Linked DNA regions of Sus scrofa: region 1 is linked to region 2. A link is a contact called in public promoter capture Hi-C data. All regions are on one chromosome and are shown on one strand. Each heading gives the region's core, a stretch centred on a gene start, on an enhancer-like site or on the middle of the called end of the contact. The rest is flanking DNA. Distances are from core to core; before and after follow the strand shown.

Region 1 (5,085 bases), core at 866-3,365, 230 kb after region 2:
ATAGGTGAAGCCTCGCTAAGATGGAGATGGGGGACATCAGGGCCACTCACAGGATCCCAGGGCTGAGGACGGCGGCCGCTGAGTTCCTGGAACTTGTGCAGTGCACGGAAGGCCTGATGCAGGCAGTGGGCCCGGTGAACTTCCTGGGAACTCTGGGCCACCACACGGGGCTGGAGCAGGGCTACGTCCAGGGGCTCCTGCAAGAGGCACTCAGTTCAGGGTCAGGTCCAGAACACTGCGGGTCCCTTGAGGTGCCCAAGCCCACAACTTCAGATGCACTTAAACTCACATGGCTCACAGTCTTGGATTTCTTAACCTCAGTGATAACTCCACCACGCAAGTAACGAGAGAAGGTGGATGTGTCCTCAATCTCCAAGGTCCCGTCCTCTGGGGGAGATCCAGCCTAGTCAGTATGACCTCTAAACCTGAGTAGGTCCCCACACTCCACCTGTCTTGCATCTACGTCCTCAATGTTGCTCCACCCTGAGGAAGGTGGAGGGAGGACTTATTTCCATGGATCAGGCTGTGTCCACCCCCGGGGGGACTGGGCACTGAGCCTGGAGTTAGAGTGGGGTTGACTCACCCCGCACGCGGAGAGGCCAAGGAGCACAGTTGTTGAGCTCCACCATGCCTTCAATGCCAGAGAAAGTCACCAAATCCCCGTTGTGGAAGTGATGGGCATCAGCCTGTTCTCTCAGAGTGAGAATGCCAGGGGAGCCCTGGACAAGAGGTGGCTTGCTCAGGGCTGCCTGTCCCTGCCTCTCTCAGGCTCTAGCAGCCCCTCCTTAGTCAGTAGGTGAGTGCCCCCACCTTAGCACCCACCTGAGAAATATGCTGGATGGCAGCTGTCAGGGGTTCTGCCTCTGTTGGCTCCTGCACAGTGAAGTTCTCACCAAAGTCGCAGAACAGCTGCCTGTTGGGGAGTGGGGGGGAGGCAGAGGTCATTGAGATGGCTGAGTAGTTGAGTGGCACAGTTGTGGTGAAAGGTGAGGGATATCAGGGCAAGCCCAGAGGAATAGGGGAAGAATGCTGGGAGGGGCATGGAAGCTGGTTTGAAGGATTTACTGGAGCAAGTCTGGAGGCTGAGGTAGAGGAAGCACATGGATGGGACTAGGGTCCATAATCAACAAGGGTTGCTGGGACAGGCATGGCATTGAGTGGTGGGATTCTGAGCAAGCCTGGAGCTGGGGACAGCAATGGGACCAGTTGCAACCTAAGATATGGCAGGCTAAGCAAGCCGTCTTACCCAACGAGGCCTCGGGTATCAGCTACCAGAAAGCAGATTCCATGCTTGTGGCAGAAGCTGCCCACCTTCAGCTGCTCCTCCAGCTTCAGGGCAGTCAGCACTACCACCTGGGTGGACCTCATTATCAGCAGGGCCAGAACCACTGTGAGCCCACCCTGCTGCTACGGGCTGGAAGAGGGACTGGCCTGGCCTGGCAAGTAGGGCTGGGAGGGCACCTGGAAGTGCAGCAGCAGATCCTCGGTGATGTCACCCTTGTGGATGCACACCTGAACAGCTCCATTGAGCTTAGCCAGAAGTTCTTGAGATGCCTCAGCCCTGCTCCTTCCTAAGTCCTGCTCTGAGAGGAAAAACTAAAGACAGACCCAGTCCAGCTTAAACAAGGAATTTTCTCTTGGGCCCTACCCCCACTCTGGTGTGGGAACCCAGAGCCCCCAGGACCCTCACCTGGGCAGCCAGGTCAGACCAGCAGGTAGGGTGGGGATCATGAAGAGTGAGGCTGCCTATTCCCATCAGGACCAAGTTTTTGGCTATCTCAGCCCCCAGGCCCTGAAGGCCTGACAGCAGCACCTTGGCTCCCTGAATCCTCTCCATGGCTGGCAAACCCAACACATACCTGTGGGTGGAAGTAAGAACATAGGCAGTTGGAGAGCAGAAGGCAGAAGGCCACCCTGCCCTCCTCCCCACCTCGGGCCTCACAGCTGCCGAGAGTACAGCTCTTCATCCAGCAACTTGGAGGTTTCCTGGACATCCATCCTGAGGCTGGGAAACAGGCTGCAGTGCTTGTAGATAGGGTCTGTGTGGGAGGCAGTGCCACGGGAAGCAGTGCTATGGGAGGCGGTGCACAGCTGTGACTGGCGCAACAGGTCACAACTTTCTTCCTGGCTTCTCTGTCATTTTGGGGAAAGCAGAAGTGAAAGTGAAACTAGACAGAGCAAGCTCCTGGCCCTGCCCCCAGCCTAGCCTGGTAAAGATGAGTTCCGGCAGCCCTCAGGCACTGGCAAAGTGGGACAGAGATCCTGGACATTTACACCCTTTGGGGAAGCAGGTAATTCTCTTGAGGAAGGGTACATGGTAGGGTTCCATGTACCTCCTATAGCTCCCTAGATGTCCCAAACCTCAGGCCCCTAACCCCCTGCCTGAATGGGTTTCCTGCCGCAGAGAGCTGGTGAGAACTCCCTTATCCTGAGGACTCGCCTGGCCTCTTATTCACACAGAGACTTAGACACCCTAGAGGGCAGAGCCATCCCATCCCAGAGGCTGTGAGAGTTTATGGGATTACTGTTGTCCCACCCCCCAGGGGACTGCCTGGACATAGTATCAGATCCTTTAGGTTAAGGGATCAGTCCTACAAGACTGTGCCCTCTCCTCCCACTTTATGTGTGTATTTAGGTTTTTTTCTTTTAAGAGCCACACCAGTGGCACATGGAGGTTCCCAGGCTAGGGGGTTGAATCAGAGCTGTAGCCACTGGCCTACACCACAGCCACAGCAATGTGGGATGCGAGCCAGGTCTGTGACCTACACCACAGTTCATGGCAATGCTGGATCCTTTTACCTGCTGAGGGAGGCCAGGGATTGAACCTGCATCCCCATTGATACTAGTCGGATTTGTTTCCTCTGCGCCACAACAGAAACTTCCCAAATATTTATTTCTTAATATAAATCACTATATCGGAGTTCCCATTGTGGCACAGTAGAAATGAAACTGACTAGTAATTATGAGGTTGCAGGTTTGATTCCTGGCCTTGCTCAGTGTGTTAAGGATCTGGCGTTGCCGTGAGCTGTGGTGTAGGTCGCAGACATGGTTCAGGTCCTGTCCAGGCAGCTGTAGCTCTGATTAGACCCCTAGCCTGGGAACCTCCATATGCTGCAAGTGTGGCTCTAAAAAGAGAAGAAAAAAAAAATCACAATATCACATTTTCTATCTCTATTTTATTTGTATCTATTCCAACCTTTATTATATCCTTTCTTCTGCCAGCTTTTGGTTCAGTTTGCTCTTCTTTTTCCAGTTCCTTGGGGTGTACAGTGGAGTTATTGACTTTAGGTCTTCTTTCTTTGGCTGTACCTACAGTATGTAGAAGTTCCTGGGCCAGGGATCAAACCCCCATCATAGCAGCAATCCAAGCCATTGCTGTGACAGCACCACCAATCCTTAACCTGCTACGCCACAAGGGAATTCCAATCTATCTTTCTTCCTTCCTTTCTTTCTCTTCCTTCCATCCTTTCTTTTTCTTTTCTGCTTTAATGGCCTCACCTCTGGCAAATGGAAGTGCCCAGGCCAGGCAGCTCTTTTTAAAAAATGTAGATGTTCATAGCTACAAATTTTCCTCTCAGTACAGATTTTACTGCATCCCATAAATTTTGATATGTTGTGTTTTCATTTTCAATCATTTCAAGGTATTTTATCATTTCCCTTGTGAGCCCTTCTTTGATCAATTGATTAAGGGTGTGTTGTTTGAGAGTCATGGGATGATGACAGAGGAGAAAGCTGTGGAAACCCATCCTTCCACTGAAAGAATAATTGAGCTTGCCAAAACTGTCCAAAACAATTACTTTGGAAATTTGGAGTAAGATACAACATTTTTACTATCCATGGGAGAGATTGATGAAGAGGATGGTAAATTTCAGTAAATTCTGGTGAATTTCTGCTTTTCTCATAACCACTACTACACCTTAAGGACCCATGTGGAGAGTTTCCATATGCTCCCTCATACCTTACACACATAATTTCCCCTATTGAGGGATATCCTGGTTGACCCCCAATTTGGGGCAATTATGAATAAAGCTATTATAAACATTTATGTGCTGTCAAGTGTGAACATAAGTTTTAAACTCATCTGGATAAATATCCAGGACCACAATTGTTGGGTTATGATAACACTATGTTCAGCTTTGTAAAAAATTGCCATAGTGTACAATTTTGCACTCCTACTAGCAATGAATCAGAGTTCTTGTTGTTCCACATCCTTGCTAGCATTTGGTATTGTCAGTGTTTTGAATTTTTGTTTTGTTTTTTGCCATTTCTTGGGCCACTCCCATGGCATATGGAGGTTCCCAGGATAGGGGTTGAATCAGAGCTGTAGCTGCCAGCCTACACCAGAGCCACAGCAACACGGGATCCGAGCCGTGTCTGCGACATACACCACAGCTCATGGCAATGCCGGATCGTTAATCCACTGAGCAAGGCCAGGGATCGAACCCGCAACCTCATGGTTCCTAGTCAGATTCGTTAACCACTGCGCCAGTGGTTAACTCCCAGTGTTTTGAATTTTGGCTATTCGAATAGATGTATAGTACTAATATCATTGCTATTTTATTTTTTTTGGCCATGCCCATAGTATGCAGAATTTTCCAGGCCAGAGATCAAACCTAAGCCACAGCAACGACACAAGACACTGCAGTTGCAACGCCAGATCCTTAACCTGCTGCACCATAAGGGAATTTCTTGTGTATTTAATTTAAATTTTTCATTGCTGATCTGTAAGAAGGCAACTGACATTTGTGACTCTGGTGAATCTTTCAGTTATTATACTTTCCAGTTTCAAAATTTGTCAGTAGTAGTTTCTGCCAAAATCTTTTATCCCCCCTGTGAATGGGCCATATTTTCCTGTTTATTTGTATGCTTTGTAATTTTTTGGTTGAGAATTGGATATTCTAAGTATTATATTGTGGTAACTCTGTACATTAGGTTCTCCTACTCCTCAGAGATTGCTAGATTTTGCTTCCGTTTGTGACTTTCCACACTATTTTTGCAAAGTGTGTGTTCCTTGTGTATGGACATTGAAGTTTCTTTTCCGTTATCTCTACAGTTAGTTAGTGACCTGACAAAGTTTTTCTGGCT
Region 2 (5,726 bases), core at 946-3,445:
AGGATCTGGTGTTGACATATACTGTGGTGTAGGTTGCAGACATGGCTCGGATCTGGCATGGCCGTGGCTGTGGTGTAGGCCAGCAGCTGCAGCTCTGATTCAACCCCTAGCCTGGAAACTTCCATTTGCTGTGGGTGTGGCTCTAAAAAAAGAAGAAAAAAAAAAGTTGGTCATGTGTATGCCAGGCACTTGTTGGTATGTTTTACTTACATTAGCCACTCCACTCTCACAACCAAACACACACCCCCACCCAGTTAAGAGAGGCTAATATTATAACCTTTTTTTTTTTTTTTTAATGTCTGCACCCGTGGCATATGGAAGTTCCCAGGGCTACAGGTTGAATTGGAGCTGTAGCTGCTGGCCTACGCCACAGCAAGCCTTATCTTCGACCTATGCTGTGGCTTGTGGTGATGTTGGATCTTTAACCCCCTGATAGAGGCCAGGGATTGAATTTGCATCCTCATGGACACATGTTGGATTCTGAACCTACTGAGCTACAATGAGAACTACTATTATTCTAACTTTGCAGGCTAGGAAATGGAGGCTTTGTGAGCCTAAGTCAGTTGCTAAGATCCCATTTGGGAAGTGGCACAGCTGAAACATGGATCCTTGTAGAGCCTAGATGAGCACCAGATACAAAGATGATTCAAACACAGGAGGAAACACAGTGAAGACCATCATAACACAGGCAGAGAGGCTCTCATCATCCCAGGCAGCAGAGTCAGTCAATTCAGGGATCCAAGCTTCAGGAGCTCCATCCCAGAGGTTGAGGGAGCAGATAAGAATGCATGGGAAGGCCCAGCCAAAGTCTGTCCATCAGCCTGGTTATCAGTGTTCATTGGGTTTTCTGAGTTATTCCAGGTCAGGTTAGAAATGCTGACATCACATTTGATTTATTCTTCATCATTAGCAGAATTAAATGGGTTTGTAAAATAGGTCCAAGTTTACTCAAGTTCTTCTTCACAGCCATGATTGATTGATTGATTGATTGTCCTTATAGGGATGCACCCGTGGCATATGGAGGTTCCCAGGCTAGGGATCTAATTGGAGCTGTTGCCTCCGGCCTATGCCACAGCTGAACCACATCTGCGACCTACAATACAGCTTATGGCAACACCAGATCCTTAACCTACTGAGCGAGGCCAGGATTGAACCCGCAACCTCATGGTTCCTAGTCGGATTCGTTTCTGCTGTGCCATGACAGGAACTCGTACACAGCCATGATTTATGAAGCCAGGAAGTTTGGAGTATAGTCTGGATCTTCTAAGAAGTATTCTCTCTCAGGAAAGTACAGGTTTGTGTAAGAAGCCAGGAGGCAGAGTAGTATGCAGACACCGAAGTCTGTAAACTGAGGTAATGGAAAAATAATTTGGTGAGCTCTCAGGTTAATGCAGAGGCAGCCTGCAGCCCCTCGTCTAGACAGTCCCTGGGAACCACAGCCCAAGGACTCTAAGAAACATCAACTCCTTTTCCTCATCCTCAAGGTCACTGTCCCAGGGCCTGCTGAGGCAACCTTCCATCTGGCTTCAGGCCAGCCCTGACACACCCTCCACCTTTCCCAGGGACACTTCCTGAAACTCCTTCCCCTGGGACAAGGGCTCAGCATGAAACCCAGATGGTTCCCATGGCGACATCTGGATAAAGTCTTCAATCCCTTTGAGACCCTCATAACCAGTCCCATCACCCAGCATCCTTTATCTCAGTCCTTCCATGACAATGCGCCTCTGAACACACTTGTTCATTTATTTCTCCAACTCCTAAACATCCTTTGATGCTACACTCAGTGACCCCTCTCTGAGGCCTGTTCCCACGAAGTCTGCCAGTTGGGACCCTGAAGTTACCCAAATGAGAGCTCCCATTCCTGAGTTCTCTGAGGCAGTAAGCGTCACTGACTCCAGGGCAGGGTACGGCGGGTCGCCCTCACAGCCCTTTCTCGTGGTCTGTGTCTCTCCAATCCTGGTTTGATCGGATGCTCCTGCCGACACTTGCTGGGCCCCGGATAGCGAACGCCGGCTTTGGCGGCCCCGGAAGGCGCATGCGCGGGCCAAGGCGGCTGTTTCCCCGCCACTCCGCCGGGGGCTCTTGGACACGCGTCCTCACCAGCAGGAGGGAGCGCGCGCGTGCGTGGGGTGGGGGTGTGTACAGGGAAGAGGCACGAGGGCCGCGCATGCGCAGCGGCAGGCGGCGGCGCGAGCCGAGCTGGGAGATGGCGGCGGCGGCGGCGGCGGCGCGGAGCGTGTGAGCAGCTGCCCGGGAGCCGCCGGCCCGGGCCCAGTGCGACCTCGGCCCCGCCCGTCTGCCCGCCATGGGCAACGAGGCCAGCCTGGAGGGCGGCGTTGGCGAAGGGCCGCTGCCGCCCGGAGGCTCCGGCCCCGGCCCCGGCCCGGGCCCCGGGGTAGGGAAGCCGCCTTCAGCACCGGCTGGCGGCGGACAGCTCTTGGCAGCAGGCGGGGCACGGGCTACCGCCGGACCACCGGGTCCAGGCCCCGGCCCCGGCCCCGGCCCCGGCCCTGGCCCGGGCAGGTAAGCGCAGGGCAAGGCGCCCGGGGGCGGGAACTGCAGCCTGAGGCCGAAGCTGGGGCCCACGACCCTGCAGTCTAGTCTGGACAGCGAGATCGGACGTCCAGCTACACTTTGAGCCCAGTCGGACTGACGTGAGCCGAGTGGTCAGTCGCGAGAAGCATCCCTTCCATTACAGCCGTCCTGCCTTAGTAAAGCAGGATGGTGAGCGCAGGGTCAGTCTGGGCCTGCAGACCGTGACTCCGTCACGAACCCCAAATTCGCTTTCCCCCAGTGCCAGGCTAAGGAGGGGCTTATGTAACCTCAGCCTGGTTCTTCTGCACTGGGAAGCAGTGGGATGGAAAACGTCTTCCCTGTCTGCTTGTGTCTGCATTTGTCCATTGTGTTGGGCCAAGGAAAGAGCACAATGGGAGTGGCTGTCAGGGAAGATAAGTGTCACTGCGAGGAGCAGAAAGATATGGAAATAGTTGAACCATGAACTTGGTCATACGCTTTCCTCAGGCATTTAGTAGTCAAAATCATCTTTGGAGGAAGGGAAAGTGGTACTGGACACCACAAGGTACTTATTTAGGCTCAACAATAGTAACAGGGTCATGTGCTTTCATCATGGTTTAGTGAAACACTTTGGGGTGAAGCAAAAATGCTGTTGAATCATCTAGAACCGAGTATGTTCATGTTGTCTTATGACTTAGGTTACCACTCAAATCAGTGGAATGCTTTAAACAGACATATCTGATCAAATACTCTAAAACCAGCTTGTTTAAAATGTATGCCAGTTGAGGTTGTATAAACAATCAAGTGGAAAGGAAATGCAGAGGAAGAAAATGGCAATCTATAATAAATTAGTAGACTGAACACTCAGGAAAGCTACCAAGAGACAAGATAAAATGGAAGCACTGTCTTTACACCAAATAGAGCTGGGAAGTAGCAAAACCCAGGGGTGCTTCTGAGTCCATATGAGTCTGCTGATAATGTTGCCTTGGCTTTTCTATGTGGGGGCACATAAACTGTGAGGGAGCATAATTTTTTATTCTTCAGCTGCCCAGCTGTGCCTCTTACGGGTTTATTTCCTCAGAAGTCATTTCTTAGACAACTAACAGAAATGAAAGGGTCTTAGTAGCCTGAAACCTGCCACAGACAGGCCAGCCTGTGAACATCTCTTTTGGAAGGGGGATTTACCCATTTTATATTAGCTATTATGGTAATGCTAATAGCTATCTGTGTTTGTTAGCACACCGTTCTTAGTACTGCAAATACTGTCCATTTTGCTGCGCATTGAGCTGCTCTTTGAGTTTTAGCTTGAGGAAGGCTCACTTAGGCTTTAGAGCTTTCCTTCCAAGGGAAAGCATCTACAGCAGAGTGGAAAAACACCTTGTTATTAGGAGTTTTCTATATGGGGAATCCAGTGTTTCTCTTCTGGTAACCAAACAGGCTGCTGTGCTTGGTGTTTATCTGATGTTGCAGAGCCAAGCATGTGAGATTTTGGAAAGACTTGGGCAGCTCAAAGGGACAGAAAGTGGTTAGTGCCTACTCATATTCCTTCCCAGTATTTCATTTCTTCCCTGTCTATATGTTTTGCTACAGGGTAGACCCACAAACTACAGTGGGTTAAGGAACCATGATCTCCTGCTGTATTTAGCAGTCATATAATCTTGCTCCTGGCTGTGGGCAAGACACACACATGGGCTGTGGTGCTAAGGTCCTACAGTTGTTAAGCGCAGGTGGTGAGCTGGCTATTTTTCACCAAAGCTCAGGATTGGGGGCTCGTAGGAGATGGAATTTATTCTTTTAGCTGATATTCAGCTTGTCACATCACCTCAGCTGAGCTGTACCTCCATGGTATGTTTCTCCTTCAGCATCAGAATGACTCTACTTCCTCTCACCAGAGTGTCTCAGGTACCTGATGCCAAATTTAGCATGTTCTGTTCTGAGACGCTGCTGAACAGATTGGCCCATTGATGGAGAAAAAGCCCTGTGGCATGTGCTTCTGGGTATTCAGGAAAGAGCGTTGGCATAATTTCAAGCTGGCTTGTGAATTTGGGGGAATTATATTGTGAATTGAGGTAGGTAGAAGGTCAGATAAGGTGGAAATTGTTTTACTAACCCCTGATGGGAATGGAACTGAGGTTCTGGGGGAATCAATTCCTGGCTCTTTCCTGTTGCTGTATTACCCCTTGTCACCCCAGGCTGAATTAGTATCTTCATTTTCATTGTGAGCTGATTTGGGCTCTCTGAGGGGGCAGCTCCAGCATTTGTGGCTGAAGAGCTCGAATCCTGTGAGTAGCAGTGTCACCACACCCATAGTGCTGCCTCTTAACCTAGTGCTGTTTGGATGATGTGGCACTTGGGGCATCAGAGATTTCCTTAAGGCAGTGCTCTCTGCTTCTGGTCTCAGGGTCATATGAACACTTATATAGGTTGTGCATTTCCCAAGGAATGCCAGGTCAGGGAAGGCTGAACTCTTATCTCTGGCTTTGCAGTATGTGCCTTGGTATGGGCTGTGTCTGCCTACAGGAAGGGGGTACCTTTCGCTCATTCATCCACTTATTTTTACAGAGGTATGCTTAATGTACAATGAAGGTCCCAAGTTGCTGGGACTTTACCTGTAGACACATCACCAGTTCAGGAGAAACTTGATCAGTACCCCCGGAAAGCACCTTTAAAAAAAAATTGCACAAAGAAGCCACATAGACCAGTAGCAGCCTGTTTAGTCTACATCAGCTCTGTGGAGTTGCAGAGCTTTAACATTTGCAAATTGATGTTTAGTTAGTCAACCAAGTTGTATTTACTGTATCAAGAGCAAGCACTGTACTGGGCTTTGTGAAGAGCCTGGAAGGATATACGACGCTCTGCTGTCCTCTAGCACCTCACAGTCTGGTTGGTCGTAGAGCTCTTGAAGAGCTCTGAGAACAAAGTCATGGAAGGATCCTAGGAGTGACACTGTAGGTAGCTCAGTGCATGAGAAGTGTCAAATAGGTAGTGCTTATAGAGGTTTGAGACAGAGCCAGGCTTCAAAAGGAGAATCCTAAGGCTCCTTGGGACAATGGTGGTATTCTGAGACATGGAGAGAGGAAGAAATGACATGAGGCGCACAGGCAGGAACAGTGAGCAGATAGTGGAGCCGAGTGCAGGGGTGTGGAGTAGAGCTGGGGCGAACCAGGTAAGATACCTCGCTTTTATTACCACATCGAAATTGGTGATCTACA

What was found. Promoter capture Hi-C pulls out the DNA fragments that hold promoters and counts their contacts.
Region 1: a contact with region 2 is called in a promoter capture Hi-C map of fetal liver, with 3 times the contacts expected there. The contact joins the promoter of UBA7 here to the promoter of BSN in region 2. A contact is called at or near these places in 2 of 5 promoter capture datasets (fetal liver and liver) and 1 of 2 datasets of contacts at active chromatin or transcription factors (alveolar macrophages).

What each region holds. Positions count from the first base shown.
Region 1 is chr13:32,339,148-32,344,232 of Sscrofa11.1, forward strand. It overlaps UBA7 (ubiquitin-like modifier-activating enzyme 7), which reads right to left and starts at 2,116. Exons shown (of 25, transcript XR_306784.3): 1 at 1,943-2,116; 2 at 1,691-1,859; 3 at 1,462-1,596; 4 at 1,247-1,353; 5 at 823-913; 6 at 584-719; 7 at 290-387; 8 at 51-197. TRAIP (E3 ubiquitin-protein ligase TRAIP) reads right to left here. Exons shown (of 31, transcript XR_002337524.1): 17 at 1,943-2,133; 18 at 823-1,859; 19 at 290-719; 20 at 51-197. LOC106505605 (a long non-coding RNA gene) reads left to right here and starts at 2,157. Exons shown (of 5, transcript XR_001300181.2): 1 at 2,157-2,291.
Region 2 is chr13:32,104,772-32,110,497 of Sscrofa11.1, forward strand. It overlaps BSN (protein bassoon), which reads left to right and starts at 2,196. Exons shown (of 12, transcript XM_021068762.1): 1 at 2,196-2,523. The coding sequence starts at 2,306.